Regions from separate parts of the Mus musculus genome. Here all the other regions are linked to region 3. A link is a contact called in public Hi-C and HiChIP or PLAC-seq data. All regions are on one chromosome and are shown on one strand. The core of a region is the stretch at or near the end of the contact, and the rest is flanking DNA. Distances in the headings are between cores, read along the strand shown. Region 1 has its middle 34 kb from the start of Lyrm9. Region 2 has its middle 20 kb from the start of Ccnq. Region 3 overlaps Nlk (nemo like kinase).

What was found. A called contact is a pair of places that touch in the nucleus more often than the background predicts. HiChIP or PLAC-seq counts read pairs in DNA pulled down with a chosen protein or histone mark.
Region 1: a contact with region 3 is called in a Hi-C map of bone marrow-derived macrophages, with 25 read pairs. The contact joins two enhancer-like sites. A contact is called at or near these places in 3 of 484 Hi-C or Micro-C datasets (bone marrow-derived macrophages, double positive thymocytes and pancreatic cancer cells), 7 of 115 datasets of contacts at active chromatin or transcription factors (the 230-238 cell line, bone marrow-derived macrophages, embryonic basal ganglia and 3 more) and 1 of 9 other capture datasets (embryonic stem cells).
Region 2: a contact with region 3 is called in an H3K27ac HiChIP or PLAC-seq map of acute myeloid leukemia, with 2.5 times the contacts expected there. The contact joins two enhancer-like sites. A contact is called at or near these places in 7 of 484 Hi-C or Micro-C datasets (the Ba/F3 cell line, CD4 T cells, CD8 T cells and 4 more) and 4 of 115 datasets of contacts at active chromatin or transcription factors (acute myeloid leukemia, effector CD8 T cells, embryonic basal ganglia and 1 more).

Annotation. Positions count from the first base shown.
Region 1 is chr11:78,791,356-78,794,055 of GRCm38.p6, reverse strand. No RefSeq gene overlaps it. Among named protein-coding and RNA genes, the nearest start is that of Lyrm9, 34 kb to the left of the region's middle. Within about 2 kb of position 1,300, at least 125 of the 459 cell types and tissues checked have an H3K27ac peak or open chromatin away from gene starts, as enhancers often do. A contact at or near this core is called in bone marrow-derived macrophages, double positive thymocytes and microglia, where this site is marked.
Region 2 is chr11:78,770,663-78,773,362 of GRCm38.p6, reverse strand. No RefSeq gene overlaps it. Among named protein-coding and RNA genes, the nearest start is that of Ccnq, 20 kb to the right of the region's middle. Within about 2 kb of position 1,257, at least 82 of the 459 cell types and tissues checked have an H3K27ac peak or open chromatin away from gene starts, as enhancers often do. A contact at or near this core is called in CD8 T cells, acute myeloid leukemia and effector CD8 T cells, where this site is marked.
Region 3 is chr11:78,598,813-78,601,512 of GRCm38.p6, reverse strand. All of the region lies in intron 3 of Nlk (nemo like kinase), which reads left to right. Among named protein-coding and RNA genes, the nearest start is that of Tmem97, 49 kb to the right of the region's middle. Within about 2 kb of position 1,267, at least 86 of the 459 cell types and tissues checked have an H3K27ac peak or open chromatin away from gene starts, as enhancers often do. A contact at or near this core is called in CD8 T cells, acute myeloid leukemia, bone marrow-derived macrophages and 3 more, where this site is marked.

The DNA.
Region 1 (2,700 bases), core at 51-2,550, 190 kb before region 3:
CCCACACAGGTATACATACAGAAATATGCACACACCTACATCATATATGCTTGTGTGTGAGTGGGTGTGGGCATGCATACACTCACGTGTAAAGACAGAAGCCCACCTTCAGAGAGTTGCTTTAACAAGACCAACCTCTGTCAGCATGCACTGTGTCTACCATGGCTCAAGTTTGTTTCTGATGTGTGTGTAGACGTATATCCAGTAGGAATCTTTCATTTCATAAGTCAGTGATAGAAACTCAAAGCGGACAAATCAAAAAGGGATTTTCATAAACTTGTATATTCAACAAATATTTATTGAGACCCTACTGTGTGTCAGGCTACTGGCAAGTTTAGAATTACTGTTAGTTTCAGGCAAAGCTTGATCCAGCAACTCATAGTTTCACTAAGGACTTGCTGTATTTCTGTCTGCCTGTTTTGCGTCCCAGTGATTCCTTTTGAAACTCTGTACAGTGCTCTCACTTGGTCTGCCCAGCAGGCATCTTTTTACAGCCTCACTGGTCCATTGAAGAGGGAGTTTCTCTCTCAGGAACTCCTTCGGGAAGACTAAAGTCACATTTTGTGGCCACTTGCCTGTCTGCAGCCAATCATGGTGGCTGACAGTGAGCAGGTATTCCAATTGGTCTAAACCAATAAAGACCAGTTGCAGAAGCTAAGCGTGGAAGGCGAACCACCCCAGCCACCTACAGAAGTGAATTCTTTAAAGAAGAACAGGATGCCGGGCAGGCGCGGGAGGGGTGTGTGTGTGTGTGAGCAACTGTGAACAAGCAAGGAACAAAGTTAGCATCCTGTTATTTCAGCTACCATGCGGGAGCCTCCACTGTTCGGGAGCCTCTGCCACGCGGGAACCTCCAAAGTGACCATAGGTGGAACCAGCCTGGCCACGTCTGAATTCTGCACATACCAAGATTTGATAAGCTGTGTGACTTTATAAACTCGTTTAACCTCTCTGTGCTATGGTGCTCTTGTTTGTTGGTACGGCAAGTGTTGCCATCAAGCCAGGCACAAGCTTTCAGTCCAGGTGTTCCATCTTTCAGGGTTGGTCCTCTCTTGAGTCTGTTGTTTTATGGGTATTTTTCCTGGGTATTTTTCCAGGAAGCTGGTGCCCAATTCCTCCAAAGCCGGAGGGATCGTAAGAGCAGTATTCTTTCCTGTAAATGCTCAGCCGAGGGTCGTGGGGTCAGTGAGTGGATTCATTAACTGCAGGTGCCACCGTGGTCTGTGCTGATTTAGGACGGCACTATCCAAGCCGGTGACTTTTCACGCTTCTCCAACTGTATAAAAATGAACCGTCACTGGCGATCTATACATAGAAAGTTCCCGTTTCCGTGCTTGTGCAAAGAGGGTGGGCGTGCTGGGACATTTGCATAAAGCTGGTGGATGCGGAAGGCTGTGGGCTCTGGAGGGGGGGGGGAGCTTGTTTGCTTGTGGTTTGAGGGGCTACTGTGTCCTCCCAGTAGAGCTAGGAAAGACAAGAAAATAAGAATAAGTGAGATAAACTGGGAAAGAGCCACAGATTTTCCAAATGGAGGAGGAGGAGGAGGCAGTCACTCCAAAATAGCAACGCTCAGTCTGTAAGAATGGGCAGGTTTTAAGAGAGATGAAACAGGACAGGATACCTGGCCTTCAGGTGGGCTTCCAGGACCAGAGACTGGCATGTGGGAGCCACCTTTCCTATCTGCCCCCTCAATGCCCTTTCCCTGTATTGTTAGATATAAGGAGGCGACTAATGGGCTGTGCTCTAAGTACAGGGATATTTAGACATGCAAATGAGTACAGCTTGTTAATGAGCAGAGGGTGATTAGGCGGCAGGGAGCTGCCAGCCCAAGCCGAACAATAGGTGAAAGGACCAGGTGTCTAAAAGGGAACCTCCACCTTCCCCTCCAGCCCCTGCCGCTCAGCATCTCCAACTGGCAGGGCATCTCCAACCGCCAGAGAAAAGGAAGATTCAGGAAAGATCTGGTTGGGTCTCCTCAGGGACCTCCCCCAGAGTCTTTTTGAACTACTCTGGGGGCCCCAGAGGGTTGTGAGGCAGGTGAAGGTTCCCAGGAACCTTTCTGGGCAGTGATTGGAAATCTTGGGAACAGGGAATCCAGGGAAAGGATCTGTGAGAGGGAACAGCGTCTGCATTTGTGGGGACAGAGACTCTGTGTTACTGGAAAAGGCACAGACTTCAGACTTTATGGACCTGAATTTATTGAGCCAGATCCATCGGATGTGTTGTATCCATGAAAGCTGGCTAGCTGAAGGGGTGCCAACTGCAGAGCCAGCCTTCCCCTCGATAAATTATGGAACTTGGCCCGTGGCATATTACTTTCTCAGCCACTGGAGGCTTGCCAAGCATGGGAGGTCATTGCAACAGACTCACAACCAGTCTAAACCAGACTGGTGATGTACTTTCTGAATTGTTCTGAGGCAGTCCAGAGCAAGGCCTGGAGTTTTTGTTATTTTCTCCTTCTTCCCTCCCCCATCAGCTTCCTGTTCTTTGTGATATCTAGGGTTTTTTGTTTGTTGTTGTTGCTGTTGGGTTTTGTTTGTTTGTTTGTTTTGGGTTTTTTTTTTGTTTTTGCATAACTTTGGGGATAGGGAAGTAGTTCAGTTGGTGGAATGTCTGTCAAGTGTGAACCAGGCTCTAGGGTCCATCTTCAACATAGCATAAACTGGGGGGGGGGGGGGGGGGGGGCGGTTACGGCCTGTT
Region 2 (2,700 bases), core at 8-2,507, 170 kb before region 3:
TTGATCTCTCAAGCCTCATTTTCATCTCCATCAGCACCCTATCAGACACCTCATTCCCCTAGCCAGTTCCCATCCATGTATAATTTACGCACTTGATTTCAGGGGATTAATCTCTGCCTCATTGAATGGGGGTGGAGCGGGCAGATCCTTTCCTTGTTTCTCACTGTAGTCCACTCATGTGTATTTCCATAGATTACATTCTGCTTCCTCCTGGAACTTTGCTTTTTTAAAGAATTCACTTCTAAGTCACCCCTTTTTAGTAAGTTCATAGGGGTGGGTGGGAAGGTGAGTGTGTATGGACTTCTGTTTATGCGGGAAGTACTTGTCCCCAGCCTATCTAAGAGGAGACCAGTTGATCCCTTCTTGCCACGTAGAGACAGTCATCCACTTTCAGGTTCAAACAGGGATGCTGGGAGCCTCACCTGGCACCAAAACTTGTGCCATTGACCTTCAACCCAAGAGTTAGGTCCCCAGGCCCTGAGCTCCTAGCTCAGTTCTACCCCTCAAGTGTAGCAGCCTCTTTGGTCTCTGGAAGCAGAGTAGAATGTATTCATTCATACAGACAGAGGAATACTTGAGCCTCTTCCCTAGCCTTAGGACTTTCCCATAATGCCACCCCCTCCTTGTGTTGTGTCCACTGCCCTCAGGGAATAGCTCATCTAACTCTGAAGTCTCAGAATCCCAACCCAGAAGCCCTTCGAGATGGCCCAGTGAGGGAATGGTGCTTTGCCACCAAGACTGAAGACACTACAAGGTCTCAATGTCAATAGGTTGGATACCTGTCTAAGGATTTACAGTGTTCTCCAGTAAAGTATGGATTTGAGATCTGTCACTATAGAAATAGTCTCCCTTTATTAACTTAGTGTTTTCCTGGTTTATTTAATCCCAGACTCTTTTACAAACCTGAACAAAGCAAGACGACAGGTGAGCTTGCTGGGGCTGCTCACCCTGAGACACAGGCCTTTGCAGGTCCAGTGGCAGCAATGGTTTATGGAACAGACTTTGAGAATACTCTTTGGCATCCCCATGCTCCTCAGATTACCAGCCTCCCCTTTAGCCACCCACACCATAGGTCCTATGGCATAGGTGGTCCCACGAGGGCTGCAAGCACATGTGGCCTGGGACCATGAAGAAAAGTTTCCTGGAGGCACCCTCTGGTTACCCTTCTGATCCGGAGAGCCAGCTCCTGTCCTAACTGTTGATCTTCTGCCTTCAGGCACTTCCTGTCTCCCTGACTATCAGAGAAGCCACAGCAGCCTGCCTGCCTGCTTCCGGCTAGACAAGAGACTCTGAACTGGAGAGTGAGAGCCATCTGAGACAGGCTTGGTTGGAAGGGAGGCACCCAAGGCAGTGTTTAGCAGGATCCCTGCTGGGGAATCAGCTTTGCAGGGAGAAGGCAACTGACAGCTTGCAAGGCAATGAAGCAAACACTTCGGCACGAACCGCCTTCACAAGCGCATGGCGTGTGAAAGAATCCACCTGTCTCAACACCACTGCACCCACCCAGGTGACACCTAAAGCAGCAGCAGCCACCACCGCCTCCATCCCCCAACAGCCAAAGTCATGTGAGAGGCACCAGCCTTTGCCTGTCATCGCCGAAAACAGAGCCAGCCTAACTGGTACATTTTGTCCAACACAAAGCCCCAAGTGAGAGATGAATAAAAACCAGGAAGAAATGTAAGAGGCTCAGACTGGGTCAAGTCAGGGTGGAGAGACCTGTGAAGTAAGAAAGCCTTGTAATGTCTTATGATGTATATTCACTCAGGCTGGACATCTTTCTGCTAAAGGACCTGGACTAATGTCGTCCATGATTAACAGCGTATGTGTGTGCACGCTTGTGTCTAAAATAATAGAGATGAGGACCCATCCCTGTAATCCCAGTGCTCCGGAGGCAGACCAGCCTGGGCTACATACAGAATTCCAGGCCCACCAAAGTTTTACAGCAAGGGCATCTCAAAACTAAACAGGCTTTACAGTGGATAAGGGTACTTACTACCAACCCTGGAGACCTGAGTTCTACTCCCAGTCCCACACAGAGGAAGGAAAGTAGAAGTCCCATAGCCATTCTCCGATCACAACGTGGCAGGAGCACTTATACATACAAAAGAAGTAAACATTAAAAACATGTAAAACCCCAATTGTTGCCAGGCATGGTAGTCACGCCTTTAATCCCAGCATTTCAGGAGGCAGAGGCAGGCGGGTCTATGTGAGTTCTAGGTCAGTTTGGTCTACATAGTGAGTTCCAGGTCAAGCCAGGGCTTCATAGAAAAACCCGATCTCAAAGAAATAAACAAACACAAAAGCCCAATTGTTTAATTCCTCCTCTACCACCACAAAATAAAACAAAAACCCATCAGCAGGAACAAATTCATACATAAGCTAATTAACAATGGCCGGTATTAGATGTTGCTGAGTGGCTTGCATTGTGAGTAGACTTTGCTGCTAGATACCTGGTTATATGGGAGAGGAGACAAGAACACATGAAAAAAGCCACACTGGAAGGGGGTGGAGAAACAGTCTCTAGGAATGAGCCCTGTTTTGTATGATTGAGTGGCAAACACTGGCATCGGTGACTGCCTGTCTTTCTGGTCTTCACCCATCCTGGAAGAGTTTCCCCTAGCAAACAATTTCCAGCCTTGACTGGTGATGCTATAGATACTGTACAATAAATAGCACAGGGGCACAGGGTCCTGCGCAGTA
Region 3 (2,700 bases), core at 18-2,517:
TAAGGATGATAATGATGGCTGCCACCTCATTCCTTTCCCCTTTGTGCCAGACACTGTGTGATTCTCAACACAGTTGCTTAAATCCTGGCAAGAACCTCATCATGCCTATTTTATAAGCACAGGAAAGTTACATAACTTGCCTAATGTTACCAAGCTGGTAAATGACAGAGTCAAGATTGTAACCCTGATCATTTGGGATCTGCATCACAGCACCTTCCCACCAGCTAAGTCTGTTCAGCTTCTCATTTTCAAAAATCAGTTTTGAAGCCTTTTTCCCTTCTGAAGTGTAATTATTTTGTTCTTAGTTTGTCATGTGGGTTTGCTTCATTTTTTAACAAACAGGGTATAGTTGAAAACAAGGACTGGGCTCTGGCACCAGAGGTCTGTTTCGAGCTAGTGTGACCTCTGACTCATTCGTTTACCCTTCTAGACCCACTGCGTCTCTATGGAATGATTTTGAAGATAGGGCTAACTTCTCTGAGCTAGTGGGAATAGATAAAACAAAGTAAACTGAGGTGCAAAGCAAACTGTGAAGACTGTAGCAACTGTTCTCCCTTTTGGCCAATTCCCTTGTTGTCCTTGCCGTGTCATTCTTGTATGTATACAGTGCCAGTCTCTCCTCAGTCCCTTGAATGTTTGCTGTGCATGCCTCCATCCTCTTTCTCTGTCATTGAGCTAGCATGCTCTCTACACCCACTTGGTACCCAGTCAGTATTTATCAATGCTAATGATGATGGTTAAACAAAGATGCTCTTGGCATCAGTCCTGCGCCTCTGAAACTGCTTGAGTAATCATGACTTCCTAAAAACAGAAAAGTACCCAATCATCTTACTGTTAATAGAAGGTCAGAATTTGATGTCAGCGTTTGTTTCTGTGGTGATTGTGTTGCCTGTTTTCTGCAGGATTGTCTTTGACAGTTGGGGCAGTCAGGATTTCTGGCATGAAGCTGATTATCGTGAGTTCTTAAATTACTTCCTAAAGTAGATGTAACATTCTAGGGATGGGTTAAGTAAATATTGATCATAGTTCACATTTGTTTTAATTGAAGGAAGAGGTCAAGGGAGGCTTACTTACTGTTGAGGCTCTAGATTAATTTTCTAATCTTCTCATAATCTTTTCTATCAGAGTAAATTATCCAGACCTGTTTTTACTTCTGACACCCCTCCTCCTTCCTCTCCCACTCTGGCCCACTTCATTTCCTTGTCCCCAGAAGCTTCTCTGACCCTGTTTTGTCTCTGCTGCTGTGTTGCTGTCCTAAGCAGCCTTTGTGGCATTCTGGCAGGAAGTGGTGTTTCGTCACTGTCACCCACAGCTCCGCTGCTGACACTTAGTGTGCATTATTCTGGTTTTTTGTTGTTGTTTTTTTGAGACAGGGTTTCTCTGTGTAGCCGTGGCTGTTCTGGAACTCACTTTGTAGACCAGGCTGGCCTTGAACTCAGAAATCCGCCTGCCTCTGCCTCCCAAGTGCTGGGATTAAAGGCGTGCGCCACCACCGCCAGGCTAGTATGCATTATTCTAAAGAATGTCCTGTCATTGGGGTTGAGTTTATAGCTCCATTACAGGTGATCTGTTTACATGAATTTTTAAAAAGATTTATTTATTTATTATATGTAAGTACACTGTAGCTGTCTTCAGACACCCCAGAAGAGGGCGTCAGATCTCATTATGGATGGTTGTGAGCTACCATGTGGTTTCTGGGATTTGAACTCAGGACCTTAGGAAGAGCAATCAGTGCTCTTAACCACTGAGCTTACCTGATTTTTAAAGATCATTTGTACGTAATCGTGTGCATCCTTTTGTGTCTGGAGGAGCATATGCACATGGGTACTGTTGCTTTGAGGTCAGAAGACTTGAGTGGCAGATGCCCTGCAGCTGGAGATGGAGGGGTTTTCTAAAAATGATATGTAAATGTCTCTTGCAGAGAAATAGGAGCATGTAGCACTAATACCCTATATGTGACATTTCATTTGATAGAAAGTAAAGACTGATATTTGCTTACTCCTTTTTCTCTTTCCTCCTTTCTGTTTGTTGAATCCTGGAGATTGAGCCATGGCCTTGTATGTGCTCTTCTACAGAGCTGTTCCCCCAGCTCTCTTTATTTTGAGACAGTCTCACTGAGTTATACAGTCTGGGCTTGAGCTTACTCTGCAGCACAGGAAGGCCTCAAAATTGGGGTCCTGCTGCCTCAGCCCCCTGAGTAGCTCATGACATCACTGACAAACACCTCAAGCCCAAGAAGTTAGCTGTGGTAACCATCCTTCTCTGACTCCTGCCACTGCTGGGGACAGAACCCCAGGGCCTTAACACTGTCTAAGCAAGCACTGTGTTTCTAGAGGAAATCCCCAGCCCGCCTTTATTTATTTTATCATCTAATGACTTCCAAACTTACAGGAACTTTGACTTCTCATCAAAGGCTTGGCTTAGAGTTCAAATAATCTAATTTTTTTTTTCTGTTTTCCTGCTAAGGGCCAATAACACCCCCCCCCTATTTTACTGCAGCCCAAAAATTACCCTGGAATCCATTGTCTTTTTTAAAATATTTATTTATTATATGTGAGTACACTGTGGCTGTCTGTGCACTGTAACTGTCTTCAGACATACCAGAAGAGGGTATCAGATCTCATTAGAGATGGTTGTGAGCCACCATGTGGTTGCTGGGATTTAAACTCGGGACCTCTGGAAGAGCAGTCAGTGCTCTTA